Linked DNA regions of Gossypium arboreum: region 2 is linked to region 1. A link is a contact called in public Hi-C data. All regions are on one chromosome and are shown on one strand. Each heading gives the region's core, a stretch centred on a gene start, on an enhancer-like site or on the middle of the called end of the contact. The rest is flanking DNA. Distances are from core to core; before and after follow the strand shown.

The links. Hi-C and Micro-C count contacts between places; a contact is called where the count stands out from the background.
Region 2: a contact with region 1 is called in a Hi-C map of leaf, with 3 times the contacts expected there. The contact joins the enhancer-like site here to the promoter of LOC108458463 in region 1. A contact is called at or near these places in 2 of 5 Hi-C or Micro-C datasets (both in leaf).

What each region holds. Positions count from the first base shown.
Region 1 is chr4:15,298,634-15,304,077 of ASM2569848v2, reverse strand. LOC108458463 reads left to right here and starts at 2,392. Exons shown (of 5, transcript XM_017757874.2): 1 at 2,392-2,659; 2 at 2,778-2,862; 3 at 3,638-3,803; 4 at 4,716-4,989; 5 at 5,121-5,444. The coding sequence starts at 2,603. The coding sequence ends at 5,315.
Region 2 is chr4:15,638,570-15,644,013 of ASM2569848v2, reverse strand. No RefSeq gene overlaps it. Among protein-coding and RNA genes, the nearest start is that of LOC108457653, 26 kb to the right of the region's middle. Within about 2 kb of position 3,098, at least 1 of the 2 cell types and tissues checked has an H3K27ac peak or open chromatin away from gene starts, as enhancers often do. A contact at or near this core is called in leaf, where this site is marked.

The DNA.
Region 1 (5,444 bases), core at 1,143-3,642:
AACCCAAATTAGACAACAACTTCAAAAGACCCCACACTACTAAAAGCTTCAAGAGATGCATAAATAAAGAAAGATAAAAGAGCTTGAGGGAATTAAGCCATGGATTCTTACTCATAGAAGAGACATGATCTTTTACTTAGTTCCCACATATGACGCCAACTATTATTACACAAAACTTGAGAGTATTTGTAATGGTGGTTCATACCACATTTGGTGTGAAAAGCCACTTAAGTTAGTGATTTTGAGGGGTCTCGTGAGCTTGGAGAGATTAGGAATGCTTTGGCATATATCTTGGAACCTCCTTTTTTTTTTTTTTGATAGAGAGAACTTTTATAAAGAGTTTTTATGTGAGTCCCACTAAAATGATATGCTAATATATAAGGTGGTTGTATGGACATCAAAGCTTCATTAGAATGTGAATAAACCCATCACATTCTAATGAAGCACTCAAACTCGTAATCACCAAATATTACTTTATTGGGATCCATACCAAAATTCTTCCTTTATAAAATCTCTCTCCATCACAAGAGAAAAAGGATACGTGACAATACTTTACTTAATTTCTCTCAAAAATCTATTTGAATGAGACCCCCAAAAACCACCAACTTCAATGGCTCTCCGCACTACACATGTGTGAACCATAATAATAAATCATCCCCAATTCTTATGTTATTATATAATATTTTTTTATAAAATTTTTAAACTATAATCTCTAAAGTTATTATGAAATTGATAACACTTAAACTTACAACCTACAAATTATTATAATAACACAACTATATTTTTAAACACACGATATTTACATACAGAAATTGAGGGGATGCTGTTAACAATGAATTCCTATATGAACCTATCAATCTTTCGAGTTGTTGCAATCCTAGATTCAAAACGAAACTCTTTATTAATATTTTATATCATGAGAAATTTCAAGTTCGTGGCTGCTCATTTTGCTCTTGTTTTATTTGCTTTGGCTTTCACTGTATTGGTTGCAGAAGGTAAGTCCCAAATTAATCATTTCCATTATTTATTTAAAATTTCAGCGCATTTAATAATGTATTGGAGAAAAGTTGTAATTTAATTTTTTTAAGTGTTTAAGTATTAAATAAATTTTTATTTAATATAAAATTCGAAAATCATGGTTTGTTGAATGGAGTTAATAAGTACATAGGATAAAATATATTTAGATAGATTTATTTAAATTTATATGTTTTAACTAAGAAAGAAAATTATTTTTTAAAGTTTTATCCAAAATTATTTTGAATATATTATTATGATATAAAAGTAAATTTATAAACTAAATATTTCTTTTAAGGAATAAACTAAATGTTTTAATAATTAATAATTAATACTTAATTTTTAAATTTATTAAAGATAGTAATTTTAAAATTTTGATATACTATCAGTAGAGTTTTAATTTCATAAACAGAGTCAAGAAATTGATAAGTCTCCTATAAGAATATAGTAAAATATTTATATATATATATATATATAAAAGAGACTTGTGATAATTTTTAAAATTTTTTGTAAAATAAAAAAATTTGCTGTGAATATATCAAATATTAAATACCATTTTAATTTTATTTTATTTTATTTTGTGTAAAAACAGGTAAGAGATTGCTTAATGCGAACATTAACCTTGGACCATGTCTGTTGCACCTTGAATGTAGCCCTCAAGTTAATTGTTGGTGCTGCATGGGCGACCCCAGAAAGCAATGTTGGTTGTATAAATCCGATTGCCTGGCCTATTGCTAATGAATCTGGAAGAAAAAGAGAAGTCCAAATTTATATGTCATTTCAAGTAATTCATGTTCTTCTAAAGATATTAAATCTAAGTACTTCAAAAGAAATCAATTCAACTCCATGATTTTGAGTTTGAATATTATTGGCATTGTTCAAAATGTAAATTCCAATTAAGGAGATTAAAAATTATACCTATGCATTTAATTTTTGTATAAATTTTAATTGCATGCATTCAATCATTTAACATAAGCGAAAATAAGTTAATTGAGTTATAATTTAGTTAACATCGGTTTAACTGTAACAATCAAGAGAACATAGATTTAATGGCATTTAAGAGCACATTTTTCAATTTAAAATTTTTAAAAGAATTTTATGAATAAAGTAGTTAATAGAATACAAGTATTTTTATTTGAAAGATAGGAATTGGAAATACTATTTTAATAATAAAATTTTATTTAATATTGTTAGAATAATAAAAATAAGGTATTCATTCATATGGGTTGAACCCAAACCATCCCATGAATACATGAGCCGTCAATTAAAGTAAAAAAACTGGAGCCAAAAGTAGGCCCATCAATAACCCAAAAGTGAAAGACTAATCATGTGAACGTAGCTGGAAAATTTAAAAAGGCGACGAAACGCGTGAAACGCAGCGCTTATAAATGGCGCGTCCCGAGAAAGTTAGAGCTATAAGTAGTTGACGGTTTAGTCAAAGTATTTCTTTCCCTCGTCGTCTCCGTTGCTTCTAAACTACGGCAAGGAAAACTCATCGGAACTTTTCTCCTTTTAACTAATTTCCACTTTCCAGAAGAAAAACTAAATCTGTTTTTTGTTAAACTCTTAGTTCGATCTCTTACTTTCAATGGATGAATCTTCGTATTGGAATCGTCCTACTAGTCATTTACTCGGCTCAGTTCCCGTAAGCTTCTTAATTTTCTTTTTCTCTTTTTTCTTCCTTTTGAATTAATTTATCAAGATCGGCATTCTTATGTAAATTAGTTTAGAATATTATTTGAAAATTGTTATTCGAATCCTAGGCTGTTGTTAATGAAGAAAGTGAAGCCTCGTATGGCAGAAGAGGAGGTGGTGGCCGAGGTTATCAAACTCTTGGACCTCCGACCGGTATATATTCTTTTTTATTTCTAGAAAAAGAAAATTAGTTAAATGTATCAATCTTTCATTTTTCGTACTATGAAACGTGATTTTTCCTCCCTTTAAAAAAAAATCTTTATATATCTTTTATTTGATTTCCTTGCCCTATAAGAAAAAACTTAAATTTATCTCTGATTTTTTCTCTATATTTGAAATAACTAATGTCTTAAGAGAATTGTTTAGTTTTATTATTTCCCAAATGGAAAATAACTGGGGAGAGGAACTTTCAATAATCATGATATCTAGAGTTGAGACATGGAAGATTTGGCGTTGAATTGAGTGGTTTTCTTATTTAAAGTTAAGGTAATTTAGTGAGGAAGAATGAAACTTCCGATGCCTTTTATTTTTGAAAGAATAGACTATAGCGCTAACTGTTATGTTTGTATTTGCATTCTGGAGTAGTTAACTGTTATTTTCGTAATCACAAATTTCTTTACATAGAAGGGAGGTACCCAATTAAAATCCTTTATTTGATGCATATATCCTTTTCGTGGTTCTGTTAATATTTTTGAACTTTCCTGGAGTAGTTCTTCTTTTTTTATTTTATTTTTTTGTGTATGACTCTTCAAAGTAAGGGATTTAGAGTGTAGATTACTGATTTTGCTTCCATGTTCTAAAATTCAAAGGCTATAGCAGCTAAAGTACTGCCTTAAGATGTCACTCACTGATGGTAATATGTAACGCTTTTATTTAGTGCTACTGAGGCACCTTAGAGTTTAACGATCCCTTTGTCTATTATATGCAGAAGGATTTGACCAACAATCACAAAACAACTGGAAGGGAGTGTTTAGTATCTCATCATACACACAGTATTTTGATGTAGATACAGATGTTGTCGTAAACAGATTGATAAGTTCCTTTTATCCTGCCGGTGGAGACTTTTTCAACAAGATTGGCGCTAACCCTGATCTGTGAGTCTGCCGCTCTTTTCCCCTTACTCTTTTATGCGGATGTAAAAACTGCTTTTGAAGCCTCATCTTGGGATGAAAAGTGATCCTCTGGAAGAGAAGATTAAGTGTGAAGGAGTATTAGAAGTATAGGAAGTCATATGAGTATTATCTGTAGTCAATATAAATTGGGATGAAAAGTAGGATTGAAAGCAATAAAAGCATCCATTGGCCTAGGCATTCTTTCATCTTCAAGAAACATGCTTTTTGGAATTCAGGACCAGAACTCACTAATCTTGTTCGTAAATTTAGTAAATTAAAAAGTTTAGTTATTTGGCTCTTCATTTCGACATGAATTACACCTAGTAGGGAAAACTGTGAGAAGCACTAAAAGAAAGATATTAATGACAAGTGCACGCCATGTGGGCGTTATCAAAATGTAATAATGACAGCAGCAATAAAGAAGTTATCAACACACATCAATGCATGTTTATTGCATTATTACCTATAGTACTCTTATTTGCATATATGGTCATCTTTGCAAGTAGATCGATGGAAAGAAGTCATGTATTAAGAAAACAAAAAACAGGAGACAACTAGAAAAGAGATAGAATCCTTCCATCTGATTGGTTTTATGGAAGTTGAAGTACACTAGGATCTTATAATTAGTTTGTATTTGTAGCTTCTTATTTGTCTCAATGCAGAGACTCTTCTGTTTGAAAAAGAGATCATGGATGACCTGCCTTATTTCATGGCTTTCTGTATAATCCATATTTTTTTCTCCTTGGGAAAATCGAATTCCTTGCGACTATGATGTGGTGAATCATACATCTGATGGTGTAAAAACCTTGACCATAGCTGTAACAATCTGCAGTAGTAGTGTTCATGATTATCTGTTAAATTATTTTATTGGTCTTGATTTCTGCCATTTGTTAGGTATGGGCTTATCTGGATCACAACTACATTGGTCTTTATGCTTGCGGCCTTTGGAAACTGTGCCACATACCTTATTCAAAAGCGCACTGATCGAACTACTTCTTGGAGCTTTGATGTTGGCTATGTAAATGCAGCAGCTTGTGGAATCTATGGTTATTCACTCGTGGTGCCAGTGGCATTTTACTTCTTGCTTCGATATCTGGGTTCAAATGCTAGCCTTGTACGATTTTTGTGCATGTGGGGTTATTCACTTTCCATTTTCATTCCAACTGCAGTAAGTTTTTCTCTTTAAAGGAAGAAAATGATCCTGGTTTTAAATTTTATTCAAGTCCAAAAATTTCAATTTTTTAGTTATTCATTGTTTATTTACAATCAACTGAGTTGTAGTATATGGCATATTTGCAGTTTCTACTGCTTATTCCAGTTGAGATTCTCCGATGGATCATCATACTTATTGCCGGTACAGCCTCATCATGCTTTGTTACCTTGAATTTAACATCCTATATTGGTGGCAGTAATGATCTTAGAATGATGATGATTGCTGCGTTCTTGCTGCAAATGGCCCTTGCAATCTTTATCAAGGCTTGGTTCTTTCCATAAACCTTACAAAGTCATCCTATGCGGGCTATCTGAGCACCTAAAATCCAAACTCTGCTGTGTTTTACTCTGCTCCTGGGAAATGTGAAAAAGAAGAACAGTTTGAGCAAAAAAGGCCTCTTGAAGAAAAGC
Region 2 (5,444 bases), core at 1,849-4,348, 340 kb before region 1:
TTTCTTTCACCAACATTATAACGTTTTGACATTTTGATAATATGGTAAATAATGTTACTTAAGAATAACATTTAAGTGCTATAGAAAATCAACAACACGAGTTCAAAAGCAATTATAGTGCATTTAGTATTCTTAATCACATGTATTGACTTATTTAAATTTAATTCTACTCACAATTTAAACTAATTTATTTTATTCTAATTTCATACCTATTGAATATATGTTGTTATTATTAGTTTTAAACAATACATTTTATTTTTATTAGATATTATTTTAAACGCATACACATGTTGAAATACTTGATTTCTAGAATTTGCGTGTGATAGAATTACTAGTATTGATAATATTGTTGATTGAGTTGGTGACATAAATCAACTCAATACCAACTCAAGAAAAATGACAATATTGTAATAAACAATTGGGGTTTAATTAATAGTCTTAATATGATGTATTACCTATTTCAATTTCTTCTTTTTTTTGACACTTTAAACTATTTTTATTTTAATTTCATACATATTGCATATTTTTTTTATTATGAATTTCAAACGTTACATTTCATTGTTTATTATATATTATTTTTAAACTCGTACTTGTATTTTAAATACGTAGTTTCCACATATGTATACATGTGATAGAATTTCTATTTTGAATGAAACAAAAATAGCAAATTGTTAAGAGAAAAGCATTCAAACTCTCTCTATGATTAAATTTTACTCTGTGATTTGAAAAATACTCACCTATCCCTAAGATTTGATGAAAAATCCACTAGTCTCCTCTTTAGTAAATGAATTTTAAATAAAAGGATAACTCTACCCTTTATTAGTTATTTATTATTCTACTTTTTTTGTTATTTTGAATCTTTATGTTTAATACTTTTAATTGAAAATAATAATAATTTAATTAATAAATTATTTTAATTATTATTTGTACTATATTCTAATATAATCAAATGTTAAAATAATGCATTGTTCAATTAATATATATGTAAGTTTTTTTTTTGAAGTTATACTTATACTCAAATAATCATAATCAAAATTAATCAAGTATAAAGCACAATCAAACTAATAATCAGAATATATCAACACTACCAACATAATTTATACAAAATACACATATAGTGAAACATAAACCATAATAAATATAGGTTAAGAACCCATACATGGTTTACAAAGAGTGGGACTTGAACTTGGGATCTTAAAGTTCTCAAGACCTTAACCATCCCATTAAACTAAGGCCTTGTTGAGGGAGGTTGATTTCATTGTCAAAGTCTGCAAAGTTTTATCCATCAAGAGCTAATGAACCCTTCAACTTGTTGGTAATATCTTTGGTGGGTTTTATTTTTTTCTTTTGTCTTTAATGAAAGCATAGGTGCCTAAAGAGGTAGAAGGTTTATAGTGTGAGGGCGCTTTGTTGGGTGCTTAATAAAGTGAATCACGCAGATATACATGGTCACCCACTAAAAAAATCTCAACATTTACTCTTGGTGGGATATAAATATGTGCCCAATATGCTATAAGACACTTATAGGTAACTAGACTACCACTTGAGATAAAAGTTATAATTATATTTTATTTTATTTTATTGTCGTCTCTTTTATTGTGTGTTTTTTATTTAATGATTTTTCTATACAAATACATGTTAATTATTTAATTATAATATTAATCTTGAGATATTTTTTACTTTTATATTTTAAAAAATTTTCATGAAAACTTTTTAATAATGGTAACTAATTAATTTTACATAAAATAATTTAATGAATGTATCTCAAGATTAATATATAATTAAATTAAATATAAATTTAAAATATTTACTTTTAATTGAAGTTGAATATAATTTCTTAATGAAAGAAGTCAAATATATTTCATTTTGTAAGACTTCATATGTAATTAAAATTCCATTATTTTTAATTAAAGAGAAATGAATTAATCAAATAGAAAATGAATTGATAAATAATAAAAGGGATAATTGTCTCTTTTTTATTTATTTAAGGTTTGCTTAGTAAATAGATTTTAAAGGGGTTTGTGGGATTTTTTCGAACTTGAGAGAGATAAGTCGATATTCTTGAAACTATAGGGATAATTTTACATTAAACTTAATAGGGGTAAGTGTCTTTAAGAACAAGTACTTATTCACGGATATATATATATATATATATATATATATATATATATATATATATATATATTAAGGAAGGATTCACTTTGTAACTTTTATTATAACTAATATTTTAATAATTTAATCATTTAATTTATCAATATAATTGTATTTGTCATACTTGTAAATATTTGAATCAATTTGATATTTTTATCATATCAATGTAAAATAATTTCTATATTAATATATATTCAAAGTTTCAAAGTTTTTACATAAAACAAATAATTAAATATTTACTTTACTCCAAATTTAACATACATGATCTATATAAATGAAACATGAAATTTGATGATTGAATTGTGTTAAATAATTTTTAACTATCTTTTAACAAACTACTAATTCACTATTGACATCACACCATTTTGTTGTTAGATTTTCTTACTGTAAGTTTGTGATTTTTTTTCTTTTGGGTTTATAAATTTAGAGTTTATCTTTTCTTATTTTTAAATTATTTCAAATATGTTTCTAAAAAGAAATTAATTTTTCATGATATTAAAGCAATATATTTAGCAATTTCTAAAGATTGGTTCAAGAGATTTGGAACTTTGCTTCACAAAAAGTATACCTCAACAATTTTTGTATATTTTAAAATTACGCTTCTTTGTTTTGTATGTGTGTGGTTGGTGATTCTCATAAGATTGTGTGGTGTTCAATTTATTCATAGGGATATTATTTAATTTTTACATATTTTAGGGTTATGTTATAATTCTTTTTATCGAAACTTATAAAATATATAAAAATATTTAAAATATAAAATATTAAAAATAATTTAAAATATTAAAATCCTATATCAAATGGTACGAATTGATACGCACCAAATCAAAATTTTCATCAGAATAAAACTTAAATTATTTAGTATTAAAATAGTACCTACTACTATGCTTGGCCACTCCTTGATTTGTCTTGGTTCCGTCCTTAATTATGACCCCTTTCACTTGTACTCTCAAAAGTTAAATTATAATAATATGAGGAGATTGTTCAATGTGCATCATGGTACATATTAATTTGCATATTGTAATCATGTTTAAAATGTTATATTTATATAAATTTTCAAAAAAATATTTGCTTTATATAAAATTTATGGTGTTCATATAATTTCTTTCATATTTGTATTATCTTTTTTTTTTCTAAATTTATTTGTATTTATTGTGTTGGTGTTGCATTCCAAGTTAAAGGTGGGACTTGTGATTTGTGAGTCCAAAAAGCTACCAAGCTGGATGAGCTAAGGCTTGTCGTTGAGGAGCCCATGAAACCATATGTACCCTCCTAGGCTACCGCTCAATGTTTCCAGAAACCATTTAGCAGTGGTTGAAGCCATTCTAAACCATGGATTGGTCCAGGCCTAACTACCCACAAGAATGGTTGGTTGCTATTAGCTAGCCCATGCTGTCACCTGGGTTTTAACTACAAGAAAAACGCAGTTGTGGTGGAAAAGAAAATAGTTAGTAAAGTTATAAATTTAGTCTTTATAATTTACGAGGTTTAAATTTAATGGCCTTAACATGTTTTCTTTTATATAACATAAGGATGGAGATAAGGATAATATGGTTTGAATCCATGTCAAACAAGTGTTTAACAAAAGTCTTAATTATCACTCTATACTAATTAAGACTATTGCATTTGTAATTATTGTTAAGTTGGTACAATTATTTATTTTTGTGATAATATATATAAAATTACAATTGTAAGTACTTGTGACAAATTTAAATGATTACAACTACTTTTGGGTAAACTATACAAATGGTTACCATGAGATAAAATAGGATCATATTGGGAGAACGAATTTATCCTAAAGAGATTAAGGATATCTTCTGAGGGTAACACACTTATGACAAGGTCATTGGACAAGCACTTATTGAGTAGCTTTCGTAATGGTATGTAATTGGGGAGAGCTCAATCACAATACTATAATGGAATGACTTTATTACTAAATAAGTTTATAATTAATAGGCGAAAAATTAAATTTTAATTATAAATTATTTGAGCCCTAATTATATATCTCCAATCGGTCCCTCCTCTAGCTCATTATGTAGCATCCTACTCGACGAAACCTTAGTGTTCAAATGATCTCTATGGAAGTGAGGCATAAATAGTAAGTTTTGAGTGTGTGTAAAGTATAAAAAGTTGAATAAGTATAAGAATTCTTTGAGCAAGCCTATAACACCTCAGTTCTTGCAGGCACAAGGTTTGGCGTAGTCTTTGAAAAGTACAATTGGTGAATTTGTAACCACTCAAGTGCTCTTTTTCAGAGTATAATGGGGGCGAACACAGTTGTATGTTCAATATGTTAAGAATTCCATGCTAGATAATTGTGATTTGATAAAAGAATAATACAGTCAGGTAAATAGTTACTGAAGGTATAAGCCCACGTCAGAAGTAGTATACCATTTTCCCCATGATACTTTACAAGTTAAGTTATAAGGTAAGTTGGTTAGGAACTAACTGAACGAGAACCATGATATTTAAAAGTTAGTTTCCTCAAAATTTGTAGACCATTGATAAGATAAGTCAGTAGTGATGTGACATTTATCAAGTTCCAATAAAGACTTGGACTATTTTAATAGGTCTTCAAGTTGAAATAAAGGGAGTTATATTCTTTTCTTTTAAAAATATTAAAATCTAATGCTGGAGAAAAGGAGAAGCATTTTTCTTTAAGTTGGATCCGAACCTCTGGATTCTTCTAAAATTTTTTCCATGTCGAGGTGAGTTTTATGACTCTGAAAAGTAGATCCACATGAATACCTGAAAAAGTAAAGACTTTGTTTATAGGTTATTTGTATTTAATATGATGGAAAGGTTATTCGAATGGATTTTTATGGTGTTCTTTTGTTTTAAGAGGCAGTGGTTACTACAACTCCTGAAAAGATCTTGGATCTGGAGCTCAACCTGCTATACATTCTTGTCAGGTGACTTCCTAAGTCAACTCTTGTATGTAAGGTATTAATTGTGATGTTTCTATAGAAAATGGCCAGATTGTGAACACTAAATGAGTCGTGCATATCTAGTTCATGAGGAAACTGATAGGTTAAGCATGAGACAGTTGTTCTAATGATGAAATAAAACTATATGAGTGCTTTTGGAATGTATGAGATAATATGAAATGAAATGTATGTTAATTTATGTATGGTGTCAAAGCATGAAAGAATTGTTAAATGAGTCTGTGTCTGTCTCCACGGAGTCATATAAAGGAGTCTATCGAGACTTTAAACACAATTCTTTGAAAGGAAAATTCCATGATCCAATATTGTGTAAGACCATAGCTGGTGGGCTATGGCGTCATATGGAAAGAC